3 separate regions of the Mus musculus genome follow, and regions 1 and 3 are each linked to region 2. Evidence: chromatin contacts called from public HiChIP or PLAC-seq and capture Hi-C data. All regions are on one chromosome and are shown on one strand. Each heading gives the region's core, a stretch centred on a gene start, on an enhancer-like site or on the middle of the called end of the contact. The rest is flanking DNA. Distances are from core to core; before and after follow the strand shown.

The links. HiChIP or PLAC-seq counts read pairs in DNA pulled down with a chosen protein or histone mark. Capture Hi-C pulls out chosen DNA fragments and counts their contacts.
Region 1: a capture Hi-C map of embryonic stem cells shows a contact between it and region 2, with 2.3 times the contacts expected there. The contact joins the promoter of Helt here to the promoter of Stox2 in region 2. A contact is called at or near these places in 1 of 484 Hi-C or Micro-C datasets (embryonic stem cells), 2 of 115 datasets of contacts at active chromatin or transcription factors (embryonic stem cells and forebrain) and 1 of 9 other capture datasets (embryonic stem cells).
Region 3: a contact with region 2 is called in an H3K4me3 HiChIP or PLAC-seq map of forebrain, with 5 times the contacts expected there. The contact joins the enhancer-like site here to the promoter of Stox2 in region 2. A contact is called at or near these places in 5 of 115 datasets of contacts at active chromatin or transcription factors (embryonic forebrain, forebrain, large pre-B cells and 1 more).

Annotation. Positions count from the first base shown.
Region 1 is chr8:46,291,645-46,295,927 of GRCm38.p6, reverse strand. Helt (helt bHLH transcription factor) reads left to right here and starts at 1,257. Exons shown (of 4, transcript NM_173789.4): 1 at 1,257-1,904; 2 at 2,339-2,443; 3 at 2,664-2,760; 4 at 3,199-3,881. The coding sequence starts at 1,878. The coding sequence ends at 3,692.
Region 2 is chr8:47,287,992-47,292,195 of GRCm38.p6, reverse strand. Stox2 (storkhead box 2) reads left to right here and starts at 2,794. Exons shown (of 4, transcript NM_001114311.1): 1 at 2,794-4,204. The coding sequence starts at 4,151.
Region 3 is chr8:46,636,372-46,640,757 of GRCm38.p6, reverse strand. Casp3 (caspase 3) reads right to left here. Exons shown (of 7, transcript NM_001284409.1): 7 at 1,060-2,839. The coding sequence ends at 2,610. Among named protein-coding and RNA genes, the nearest start is that of Casp3, 21 kb to the right of the region's middle. Within about 2 kb of position 1,652, at least 154 of the 459 cell types and tissues checked have an H3K27ac peak or open chromatin away from gene starts, as enhancers often do. A contact at or near this core is called in forebrain, where this site is marked.

The sequences.
Region 1 (4,283 bases), core at 8-2,507, 990 kb after region 2:
GCCCAGAGGCAGCAATGAGAGGTTGGTTGGTAGAGGTCTGGGGCTGTACAGCAGGCTCAAGGCAAAGACACAGCGAGCAAAGAGAGAGAGTTCCCAGGAACTGCCACCCCCTCCTTCCCTCTGGGCCTGTCCAGTAAGTTTCCTTCTGAGTTTCTGTCCGTCTCTTCCCTCCCCCCCCCCCATATTTCGCTTTCTAAAACCATAAAAAAGAGATCAAATTCCCTAACTTCACGGGACCCTTTTCAGTGACAAATATTGATGCCCAAAGTGTCTGCGCTCTCCCGCCCCCAAACGTTAAGAAAAGGCGCCCGCGAGAGGGGGACATAAAAAGTTAACAATGCTGTGAAAATATGTTTGCAAAAAATAGACAATCGTTGGATTAAACGTATTCAAGTATGAAATAATGCCTTTTTGTGTCAAAACTTGGGCGATGGGCGGGTACAAAAGTTCCCTGTGGCAGCTACTTGCTCCCTTTGTGAGCTGTGCGCTTTGGCGTCTCCACTTGGGCGCATTACCCAGAGCCCTCTAAGCGCGATTGTTTCTCCCTTTCTAATGACATTTACCGGATCAAAACATGCTGTTAATTCGATCAGAAGGCTTCACCCTCCCTGACAAAGCCACAATAATTTCTCCTGAAGTTTGTTAAATTGACCAAAATTAGGCAAATGAATAGGGGTCTGTAGGCGCCCCCTCATGCAGGTGACGGCGCATAATGCTCGCCTGGGCCAGCTGCATTCTCCCTTTTCTTCTCGGCCCACTCTCCTCTGTGTTGCCCCAATCCTCCCACCCCCCTCACACACACACACACACACACACACACACACACACACACACACACACACACACACCCGCCTGTCTGTCCTCCACCCCACTCTTGGCATTATTAAAATTTAGCCCAATGAAACTATTCATACTTTTCAATGGACATTTTCCTATAGGATAATAGGCTACAAATTGAGCCTCTTCCCCCCGCGAAGAGAGAGCCGGAGGGGGGAGAAAAGAAAGCAGAGGATTTGGTCAGAGACTGGGGCGGGGGGAGGAGAGAGTCGCGTGCCAAAGGCCCGCGGGAGGGGCGAAGCGAGGCGGGAGCCTCGTGTGCCAGCCGCAGCCCCACACCTGCCGGGATGTCCGGACAAATAAAGCGGTGTAAACAAAAAGGGGGGAGACGGACGTGTCACCAAGTCGTGTGAGAAAAGCCTGGGAACAAACGGGGCGCCTCCGTCTCCAGAAGCTCTCCCTTGAACCCGGCGGAACAGCCTATTAAAGGCTTACTTAATTACTTTAATGACTCTGGACAGGCTTTAAAACGCACTCGGCGCTGGGACCGCGGGCTTGCTGGGATTTGTAAACAGGCGATCGTGTGAGACTCAGCGGTGGGACTAAAGGAAGCGACGCTGTTTTGTGAAGGTCCTCGCCCCCCGGTGCCCGCAGCCACTGCGCCCCTGCGCTCTGCGCCGGCTAAGAGTGCAGGCGCTCGCTGGTCCGCCGGCTCCAGTTTCTCGCCCCCTCTTCCTGAGGTGCCTGTTGCCATGCAAATGTTATTCCTGGACGAATCACGTGTCCTTTGAAGAGCCACGTGGATTAACAAAGCTGATCTGCCCCCACCTCGCCCCCCTCGGCTGCTAAAAATTTTTTTGTCAACTTCTTTAAAACTGACCTTGAATGCATACATGCTCCAAACGCAGAACTCCTAATCCTATGGAATAATTCAGCGCGTGAGAATGCACTTGCAGTCCTAGATGGCTGCTTTATAAAGGGAGCCCCCTCGGACCTGGGAGGCTGCAGTCTACCTGGAACACTTGAAGAGGCACACGAGGTGGAACGTGGACGAGTGCCTCGCGCCACCGCCTCTGCCGAGGGCGCGCACGCACACCAGAATGTCTGACAGGCTCAAGGAACGCAAAGTGAGTTCCTTGCGCTCTGGTGGTGGAAGAGTGTGACTCACCAACTAACCTGACATCTGGCTGGATAGATGACTAAGATGTGCCACCCAGAACTTTAAGTGTGGAGAAATCCAGAGTGGTTTGGAAAGGGAACAGAGACTGGAAGGAGAGTCCTTGATTGGAGACAGCTCACTCTGGGAGGCGGGTGGCCACGTCCCAGAGCCTTGGCACTTAGCTTGGCCTTGGCAGGGATGTGTAGGGAAGTTGAACGGCAAGAGAGCCAGCCAGCACGGACACAGAGCTCTGAGTCCGGGGACACAGAGCTCTCTTGGTCTAGTGTGGCGGGGCAGGGGTCTCTTCGGGTTGGCGAATTAGTGACCCTTGTAACACAGAAGCTTTGCCTTGGATGACTCCTTGGGCGAAGCCATCTTAAATGCAAAACTTTCTGTTTACAGAGAACCCCGGTTTCTCATAAAGTGATAGAAAAGAGAAGGAGGGACCGAATTAACCGCTGCTTGAACGAGCTGGGCAAGACAGTCCCTATGGCCCTGGCGAAACAGGTAACGTTTGTGGTGCTGGGTACTCCCCCACTGTCACTCTCTGCAGAGTCCCCAAAGTCTCTACAGACGCTGCTGGCCTAAGAGAACTCGCCCCACTCTGGGCGGCAGTAGCCTCTCTGACGCCAGCATCTTCCTGGCTGCTCCCCTACAGAAGACAGAGAGCATGTGCGTGGGTCTGCTGTGGATGGGCCGCCTCTAAGCTCCTGTGGGGTTTTTGCAGAGTTCCGGGAAACTGGAGAAGGCGGAGATCCTGGAGATGACAGTGCAGTACCTCAGAGCTCTGCATTCCGCGGATTTTCCCCGGGGAAGGGAAAAAGGTGGGCATTGATTCAGGCAAAGGAAACCTGACTGGGGAGAGTATGCCTCGCGGGAACCTAGGGTCTGAGAGTGGAGGACAGTCCGGGAGCAGGAAGCCCCCGAAGCGTCCAGGCGCTTGGTTCCTGAACATGCACCTGCTGGATGCTATGGACCAGCACCTAAAGATGCAGGTCTATTACTCCTCACAGGCGTGGGGTGGCGGGGTCAGGCTCTTGAGACAAGATTACTGCTTTTCCAATGTCTAGACTGCAGAGTAGAGAATGCCAATCTCAAATGAGAATCCAGCCCAAACCCTATTAAGATACCTCGGCACCGTTCTAGGAAGGGGTGTGCCTGTTCTCTTTTGTTTCCTTCTCCCTACCATTTATGTTGTTGTTGTTGTTGTTGTTATTATTATTATTATTATTATTGTTATTATTACTTTGCTACCCCAGCAGAGCTTTTAGCAGAATTTGCCAACTACTTCCACTACGGTTACCACGAGTGCATGAAGAACCTGGTGCACTACCTCACCACCGTGGAGCGGATGGAGACCAAAGACACCAAGTATGCGCGCATCCTCGCCTTCTTGCAATCCAAGGCCCGCCTGGGCGCCGAGCCCACCTTTCCGCCGCTCTCGCTTCCGGAGCCAGATTTCTCCTATCAGCTGCATGCAGCAAGCCCAGAGTTCCCGGGCCACAGCCCAGGTGAAGCCACAATGTTCCCGCAGGGGGCTACCCCAGGGTCATTCCCATGGCCTCCTGGAGCTGCCCGCAGCCCAGCACTGCCTTACTTGTCCAGCGCGACGGTACCTCTCCCCAGCCCGGCACAGCAGCACAGCCCCTTCTTGGCTCCGATGCAGGGCCTGGACCGGCATTATCTCAATCTGATCGGCCATGGCCACCCCAACGGCCTCAACCTGCACACGCCCCAGCACCCTCCGGTGCTCTGACACCCACTCACTGCCTAGATTACTTTGCGATTCGGTGGCGGCTTGAGACGATGTATATGTTGTACGAGTGTAAATAGTGTGCTAACAAGATCTGGATGGGAAAGCGTCAGAAGCGAATTCGCCTTCTGAAGGTCCTCCCCAACCAATAAATATTTTTGTGCTAAAGATCAATAAATATTTTGTGCTAAAGAAATGAAGTTCTTTGCTATCTTTTGCTCACCCACAAACCATCCACTCTAAGTGTCTTACAAGGAATCCTAAGGGGGCTAGGAGCCCAGGTGAGGGCATTCAGTAATTTAGCCAAGGAGAGAGGACCTTTGCGCAGTCCGAGGCAGACAGAATGGAAGCTTAAGCAGATATTAGAGGTGTCTCTTAGGGGGTAGGAGACTAAACTCATGGGGTGCTCAAGACCTTCCTCCTTTTATCCTGGCCCTGTGCGACATGTGCAGAAGTCTGGAACCTGACCTTAAGTTCTTGGAAAATGCAAATCACAAAACAACCCCGAGAATGGCAGGAGCCCTCTTTTACTAGCTGGGACCTGGAGGCCCTTCCTACTCTCATTGGTCTGGCAAAGCGCAAAGCTCAGGCAAG
Region 2 (4,204 bases), core at 1,545-4,044:
CAAAAATTTTAAATCAGTTGACATATCTGACTGGGAAAGACTTTAGCTCAAATCTTTCCTAGTGTTTAATAGCCTTTCCTAGTCACCTAGTTAGAACACTGAGCAGCAATGACTAGAACGAGACGTCCCTACCATCTGGGGCACACACTCCGTGCCTCTTAAATTCACTCAACGCGCGACAAATCTGATAATTTTAAATGATTTAAACTTTAGAGGAGAATCTCAGTCAAACTTTACACTTTTTCCTTCTTAACGAGCCTAAAAACAATGACACAATCGAAGTCAAGTCACAAAACAGATCTCCTTAGTATTTATGATCTCATACATAAAACTAAGTATGCAAAGGCGTCTTAAGCTTGATTAAAACTTTAATTTTAGAAATTGGACTTGCTTGGCCATTGTTATATGTATGGCTATGCAGCGTGTTTATGTATAGGTATCTGTGTATGCCTGTGTGTGTGCGTCTACATGTGCATGTGAATTTGTGTATGTGTGTGTTTGTGTGGGTGGGTTGGAGGTACATGCACAGGTGGAGGCCAGAGGTTCATTTTAGGCACTGTTCCCGGATGCTGTCAGTGGCTTTTTTGGTGTTTTGTTTTGTTTTGTTTTGAGACAATGTCTCTGGTCTGACCTGGATCTGTATCTTTGAGGATTACAGACTGGCTGACTGGGGAGCCCCAGTGATCCTCTAGTCTCTGCCCCTCCAAGTGCTGGGTTTACAAGCGCACACCTGGCTTTTTACGTGGGTTGTGGTTTTATAACTCAACTCCCCATTCTTGTAGCTGAACTGAATCCCTAGCAATTAAATCTTAGTTGTGAATTTCTCAGATTGAATATTGGGGTTCCCAACAATGGGCTGACTTGGTAAATAGATAGTTCATGACTAGGATACGCTATGGCTCTAGGAGGACTTGGCGGCTAGGCGCTGTGGCTGGGGAATCCCGGGGTCCCATGAACAAAGCAGTCTTTCCCATAGCACAGATGAATGGACATGATGAACCCGACTTTCCCAGTGGCTGCACTCATCCGTTCTCTTGGGATGACCATTGCGCATTGTTAGCTGACGTGGGTGAGTCAGTTACTGACAGTGGTGGGGGTGGGTGGGTGGCAGCGGCTACCATACCTGCTTCATGCATCATCTGGGTTCTGAGAACCCTGGCATGTTTGCTGCCTGCTTCTTAGGTGCCTGGTGTGGCTGCTTGGCCAGTGGATGCTCTCAGTTCCCTGCAAGGTCTGTTGTCACAAGCGACTGAGACCAGATGTAGCTCTCCTCTTCAAATGTATACCAGCCCCACTCATCCTTTCACAGTGTGAACATGATCATTTTTTAAAAACATATTACATGTAATTACCAACTAGCCCCTGCCTTATATTATACCCTCTAAACTCCTTCTATATAGAAATTATAAAATTATGGCTGTATTTTTGCTTTGAGTTCTTCTGTGGCCCCCAGTCCATCAAGAGTAGGAAATAAAACTTTGAACATGGCTAGCAAGTCCCTGCATGATCTACGCTCCCTCTCTCTGACCTCACCGCCCACGGCTTTCCTGTTCAGCTCTGACTCCAGCCATACTGGCCTTCTTGCATTTCTTCCAACAGAAACCAAGACTGGTTTAGACTTCAGGACCGTCGCACTTGTTCCCATGGCCCTGGACACCAATCCCTTCACTCTTTGAGGGGCTCTTCATGCTCTAGGCCCCAGCTACTGGCATGCCTCACAGAGGTTAATGCATCTTTATAAAATGTGGCACAACTTTTGGCTTTAACTCAGCTTCCTGCATTTCTTTTCTGCTGGACCATTCATTGCATGGGACCATATTTGGTATGTTGCCTATTTAATCTGCTCAGTGAATGAATACCAAAGTTGTCACATGATCACAATCCCTCTTAAGTCATAATTACTGCAAAAATTTGTGTGACCATTTTGGTGTCTTGAGAACTGATGTTTTGTTGATTTGAGATACCTGAATGTCAGTAACGCCCATTCGTGAAAACATTAACAAAAAATTCACCTCTATGGCCCTTTACACATTGATCTTCTAAACCAGTCGTCTTTCTGTTCCTTGCCATTTTAGCAAAGGGTACCTTTTAAAGGCTTGTCTTGAATCTAAAAGGAGGTCGCTAAACATTTAGCTAATAGGTTTGTAGTTAGTAATTAATATTGCTTGATGTAGTTATAGGTTTTATATGCGACTTGTGGCTTTTTATCCCCACCCCCTTGGTATCCACAGAGAGGTTGTTCTGGCTATGTATTACCAAGCCACATACTGGAGATGGATGATGGCCTCCCTTCTAGATCTCATTGCCTTTCTGCCTCCTGGATGTCTTGCCAGAGCTTCCTGAATCTTAACCCTTTAGGGCCCTCCGACTGCTGAATACACGTTTCCATGAAGGCTTCCTATTGCTGGCTCTGCATCTTGTCACCCATCAGCGTGGAATGCCACCTTTAAAAATGATTGGGAACGTCTCGTTGTCACAGATGCATTAAAGAAAAGGAAAAAAAAAAAAAAGAAAGAAAGAAAGAAAAAAAAAAAAAAAAACCACCCAGCTCAAACGGGAAATGACAGATCACCTCCAGAGGCAATCAAGTTTATTCTCCTTGTTTAGAGCTCAAAACGCATTTTTGGCAACCCAAATGGGGAGGTGAGAGTGGTGGATAAGAATGGGAGTGGCGGCGCGTGGCGGGGCTGGCGGCCAGGCCGGGCGCCTTTAACTCGGCGTGACCTCGCGTCTGGCCCGCGCCCCCTCCTCCGCGCGCACCGCTGTCCTGCAGCGATTGGTGCTTGGACCATAAGCAGCTGTGCAGGGCCCGGCGGTGCAGAGGCCCCGGGCCCGCCAGCGCAACCAGGCCATTGGGGAGTGACTTCCACTCAGGATCGCAGAGGGCGCAGGCCGTTGGCGCGTGGCAGTCGGCGTGGGCCTGGCGTCCCCGCGCGTTCGCGGCGCCCCGCGTCTCCGGCTGGGCGCAGGTGGACCAGGCCGGGCGCCGCAGATCAGCGCGTTCCCACGAAGGCTAGCCCTCGGAGCGAGGGGGAGGGACCATCGGAAAGACGTGGAACGATCCGCGCGGTGTCATCCGCAGGGCCCAGGCCCCGCGCCGCCGCCGCCGCCGCCGCCGTCGCCGTCGCCGCTGGGGCTTTGCTGCGGGGATCTACGCCGAGCCTCCGCGCTGCCCCGAGATTAGCATGACACTGGGTAGCCGTCCCGCTTTCGGCGGTGCCAGAGCGCAACGCGCTAGTCCCCGAGCCGCGATGGCCTCGCGCGGGGGCCGATCGCCGGGCTCCGCAGCCACCGCGGCCCGTGAGTAAGAGTATGCCTGCGGCGGGGGACCCACGCGTGTCGGCACGCGCCCCCACCCTCCCGCGCCCCCGCCAGCCTCGGAAGGAGGAAGCCTGACGGCGCGCCGCGGTCGCCAGCACCCAACGGGGCTCTTCCTGCGTTGTCGCAGCGGCGGTCCCGGTGCTCCCGTGCGCCCCCCGTTCGAGCCTCTGGAATGAAGACTGCCTCCCGAGGACTGCGAGAGAGAAGCAGAGACAGCGGGCGCCGGGGACTGCGGCCCTCGCGGCTGGGAGGTCCAGGGGGACGCGACTCGGACGCTGTCATCCCCACGCCTCGCGCTGAAGCCTCCTAGTGCGGTTGGGGCTGCCGCCCACCGGTCAAGCTGCCGGGGCGTGCGATCCCGGGTCGGCCCCCGGAGGCCTCGGCTTCCTCATTTGTTTGGGTCTTTTGTGCTGTGGCGCACAGTTGGCTAAGCACTCCTGCGCTGAATCGGGCCATTGTCTGCGCTCCCATTGCTTCCACGCTGCAAGTCTCGGCGCCCCCACCCGGGCCGCCCCCTCCCGGCCGCCGAGCCTCCCAACGTGCCTTCCCCCTCAGGAATCTGGAAGCTGGAAGCCCGGCGGATTGCAAATGAAGTGGAATGCATTGTGGGACGAGTGTAAAATCCGAGCCTTCTCCGTGGGGGTGTGGGGGGGCGTGGGGAGGGCCGGACCTGCCGCCGGCGGTGTAGACACCGACGAGAAGAGGGGCTGGGGGAAAAAATGTGCGCAGAGTCCTCCCGGGTCGTGGCCTCGGTAGACGGATGAAGCAGCGCGCTGCGCCCTGGCGCTGAGGCCCTACTATCGGGGCACCAGGGTCGCCCTTTCCCACCATGAAGAAGACCCGGAGCACAACCTTGCGGCGAGCCTGGCCTAGCTCGGATTTC
Region 3 (4,386 bases), core at 403-2,902, 650 kb after region 2:
TCTTATTATGATGGGAGATTGGGTTATCTGAACATAAGGGGTATATGCTCTCTTTGTTTACACTTGCTCTATTCACATACATGGCCCAGTTGATGGTTTTTATCTTGTGTATGTGTAGGCCAGGTGATAATGGGACTGGTATCATTTCTCCATAGCTGAGCACATCAGCCATGCGTTTGCCATGGAGACTAGGCTGGTTGACCAGTGAGCCTCAGGAACTCACTTATCTCCATCACTGCTGGAATTATAAGCGAGCATCACAATTCGGGTTTTTTTTCCTTTTAACATGGATTCTGGGGATCAAGTTCTAGTTCAGGTTCTTGTGCTGGCAAGGAAACTGCTTTACCCAGCTAACTACTCCCAGACCCATAGCTCCAGTTGTTTTCTTTGTACTATCTCAGACCTCTTTATATAGATAGTATGGAAATTACAATGGGCTAGCCTTTTCTCCACACATTAAAGAGCTAGTCTTTAAAGGTTTAATTTCATGTATATAGGTATTTAGCCCACGTGTATGCCTCTGCACCATGTGCATAAAATTCCCAAGGAGGCAAAAAGAGGCAGTTGGGTCCCCTGGAGCTAGTTACAAAAAATTGTGAGCTGCCATGTGGGTGCTTGGGTTCAAATCCAGTTCTTCTGAAGAACAGCCGACGCTCTTAACTGCTGAGTCATTTCTCCACCACCCTATCCCCTGTTAGAAAGCAGCTAGACAAAAACATTCGTGACACGCTCCTCCTTGTGTACAGGAGTTCCTTGATCCACTTTTGACCTTCACTTTAGAGAAGCTGTGGTTATTATGTAAACTTTGGAGGAGCTGAGTCCCCACCCCTTCCTGTATTCTTTGAGTATATTCTACCTATTTCTTTGGGTTTAAATCCTATCATATCAGAGGTTCTTCCACTTGCCAACACCTTAACATATTAGATTAAGGCCTTGTTGCATCCTCTGACTCTCTCAAATTAGACTGTGGGTTAAAATTATTTTAACTTTCACTTAGTTATTACAACAGCAAAAGTATTGACGACGACAACAACAACAACAACAACAACAAACCCTCAAATACACTGATAATTTTAAATCTGAATTTATGTTTTGAAATAAAATTGCAAGGTAACAAACTTTTATAAAATTGTCACATGGGAACACACTTTAAAATACCATCACATGCTGCATTCACTTAGAAAGCGTTAACAACAAAGCCAGTCTAAACAAGAATCTATCCGTTACAATGTGAGTTCCTTCCTTTCTTTGTGCAACAAGGAAGCTTAGGAGAAATGCTGCGAGAGCCAGCAGTGACTCAGCACCCCCATAAGGAGGCCAGGAGCAGAGCACAGTCTCCCTGAGGATGGACTGCAGCCCGCAGCTTCTCCACATGGGCTGCAGGGCTATTGCTGGATGCTTTCCAAGTCCTGTGTGCCCTGGCCCTTTCGTTTCTAGCACAGTATAAATATCACCATTATTTTTCCTTTCTTTGTAAACGTCAACAGAAAAGTCAGCATGCTACAGACTCTGGACATGGAGTCCAGTGAACTTTCTTCAGACTCTCAGCCCTCTGGGAAAGCCTTTTTGCAGAAGTTTGTGATCTGGTTCACTTTCCCACGTGGTAACTTGGACATCATCCACACAAACCAGAACTCACAAGGGGGGTGGGGTGAGGGGTGGGGAGTCCAGCTGGCAGGCCTTTTCTGAAGATGTGCCCATGGCTCTGCCAAGTCTCTGCTCTGGCTCAAACCACATTCTCTCCAACTACAGTAGATTTCATCTCTCCTTTTCTTAAGCTCTGTTTGACAACTGGTATTATAGTATATTCCTATAGAATTCCTGTACTTCATTCTAATAATCAACCATTTGAGGCTGTTACATAACAGCTCTTGAGATATTTTGCTGGTCTGTAAGACCGAGCTGATTTGTATAAGGATAAGTAAGAAACAAATGCTGATGGATTTTAGCACCTTGCCTTCAATGAGTCAACCAAGTTCGCACACGGTTTTCCTCTCACATAAATACTCAAGTTATTTTTGTTCCAGTAATAAAACATGATTTTTTTTTTTAAAATAACAAATACGTGTTGTGGACAACTGTCACAAAACCAGTAGCTATAATGCATGCTATGGTGGTCCAACTCTTCACTTCCATAAATCAGGTCCAAAACAAGGGTTCCAGCCTTTGACTCTGCTCATGGATTCAAGTTCTAAGACATTATCATTTGACATTATTGTTTCTACGTTTAACGAAAACTAGAACAACATTCTTAACATGAGTGGGGAGTATAAAATCATCAGTGGAAAAGCTGTACTGCTTCAAAATGACTTCAAAATTCATAGTATCGCCAAATCTTGCTAATTATAAAAGGGCAACTTTGTAATTTCATCTAGGATGATAGTACCATCATTGACAGTTACTTGCTCCTTATTAAATTAAATTTCATTTCAACTACCTGATGTCGAAGTTGAGGTAGCTGCACTGTGGCTGGCTGCATTGCTAGGCAGTGGTAGCGTACAAAGACCAGGAGGACCGTCAGATTAGATTTAAATGAGAGTCTCCCTGACAGCTTTCTCATTTGGCATAACAAAACAGAAACACGCCCCCCCCCACCCCCAATCATTCCTCTAGTGATAAAAGTACAGTTCTTTCGTGAGCATGGACACAATACACGGGATCTGTTTCTTTGCGTGGAAAGTGGAGTCCAGGGAGAAGGACTCGAATTCCGTTGCCACCTTCCTGTTAACGCGAGTGAGAATGTGCATAAATTCTAGCTTGTGCGCGTACAGCTTCAGCATGCTGCAAAGGGACTGGATGAACCACGACCCGTCCTTTGAATTTCTCCAGGAATAGTAACCTAGGAGGCAAAAATACGAAGGACTGTATCTTCTATTACACCACAGCATCACTCTGGAGGAGTCTACACATTTTCATATAACCAGAACGATCCAGACAGACATAAGCTTCCTCAGTCTTAGAAGCCACACAAAGGAAAATAATTAGCAACCCTGGACTCCAGACCTCACTGCTCTCTGCTGGAAAAGAAAACGCAGATCAATCAGGACTGACTACTGTTGGTTTCCCGAGTTCTACTTTAGGGTCTCTTTCCCATAGGTCAGGGCGAAGAAGAGGAAGACACAGACCGGACAATACCAGGTTGTGCAAAGCTATGCAAATGGGACCCTGTAGGTAACATGGTGTTTCAATCTGAACTCATCTGTTATGAATACTGGCTCAGGCAGGAAATAAACTGCTTACATATACACACACTTTAAAAAGGTTTCTTTGCTTATTCATTTTATGTTTATGATGTCTCAGCCTGCATGTATGCAAGTGCCCTGTGCCCACGCAGATCAGAAGAGGGAGTCAGAACCCTGGAATCAGGGTTACCCGTGGTTGTGAGCTACCGTGCGGCTGTGAGCACCCGAAGCCAGGTCCTCTGCATGAGTAACAAGTGCCCTTAACCACTAAGCTGTTTATTAGAGATGTACACTTTAAAAAAATGACATTAGTTTGCCTCTGGGGCAACTGGATGAATAAAACAAATAGTATTCAAAAAGGCCCCCCCCCATAGGGTTTTTGTATTTATTTTCAGATTAACTACAGGATTCATTGTGTTTAGCTTAGAAGTACACTGCTTAGAAGATACCTAGTGGATAAAATAAACAAGATGAGTATATTTTATTTGTTTAATAGATCTATCTATCTATCTATCTATCTATCTATCTATCTATCTATCTATCTATCTCTCTATCTACTTATTGTGTGCATGTAGCTGTGCATGTGCCAGACAGTACACATGGAACTCAAAAGACAACTGTGAGAGCCAGGTTTTCTCAGACTACGATATGCACATAACCACATACAGGTTTACACCCACAAACAACTGAACACCGTGTGTGTGTGTGTGTGTGTGTGTGTGTGTGTGTGGTTGTTTATATGACAATGACCCCCATAGGCTCACATGTTTGAATACTTGGTCCCGAGTAAGTGGAACTTTTTGGGAAGGATTGGGAATCATGGCCTTGGTGAAAGTGGTGTGTCAGGTGGACTTTGAGGACTCAAAAGCCAGCATCATTTCCAGTTAGTTCTCTCTACCTTGTGCTGTGCTTGTAGATGGAGATGTAAGCCTACACCTGTCTACTGCATGGCCGCCCTCACCTCCACCCCCGTTTCCTGCCACAATGGTCCACAGACTCTCATCCTCTGTACTCACAGGCTCCATATTAAACATTTTCTTTTGTAAGTTGCCTTGGTCATGGCGTTCTGTCACGGCAATAGGAAAGTAACTAAGATGGCGGGTTAGTTATTTTAGGGATGTAAGGGTACTTTTGTAAAGGGTATATAAACATCTTACTAGCCTTTAGAATAGGCTTCACTGCTCAGCTTCATAATGTGTCACAA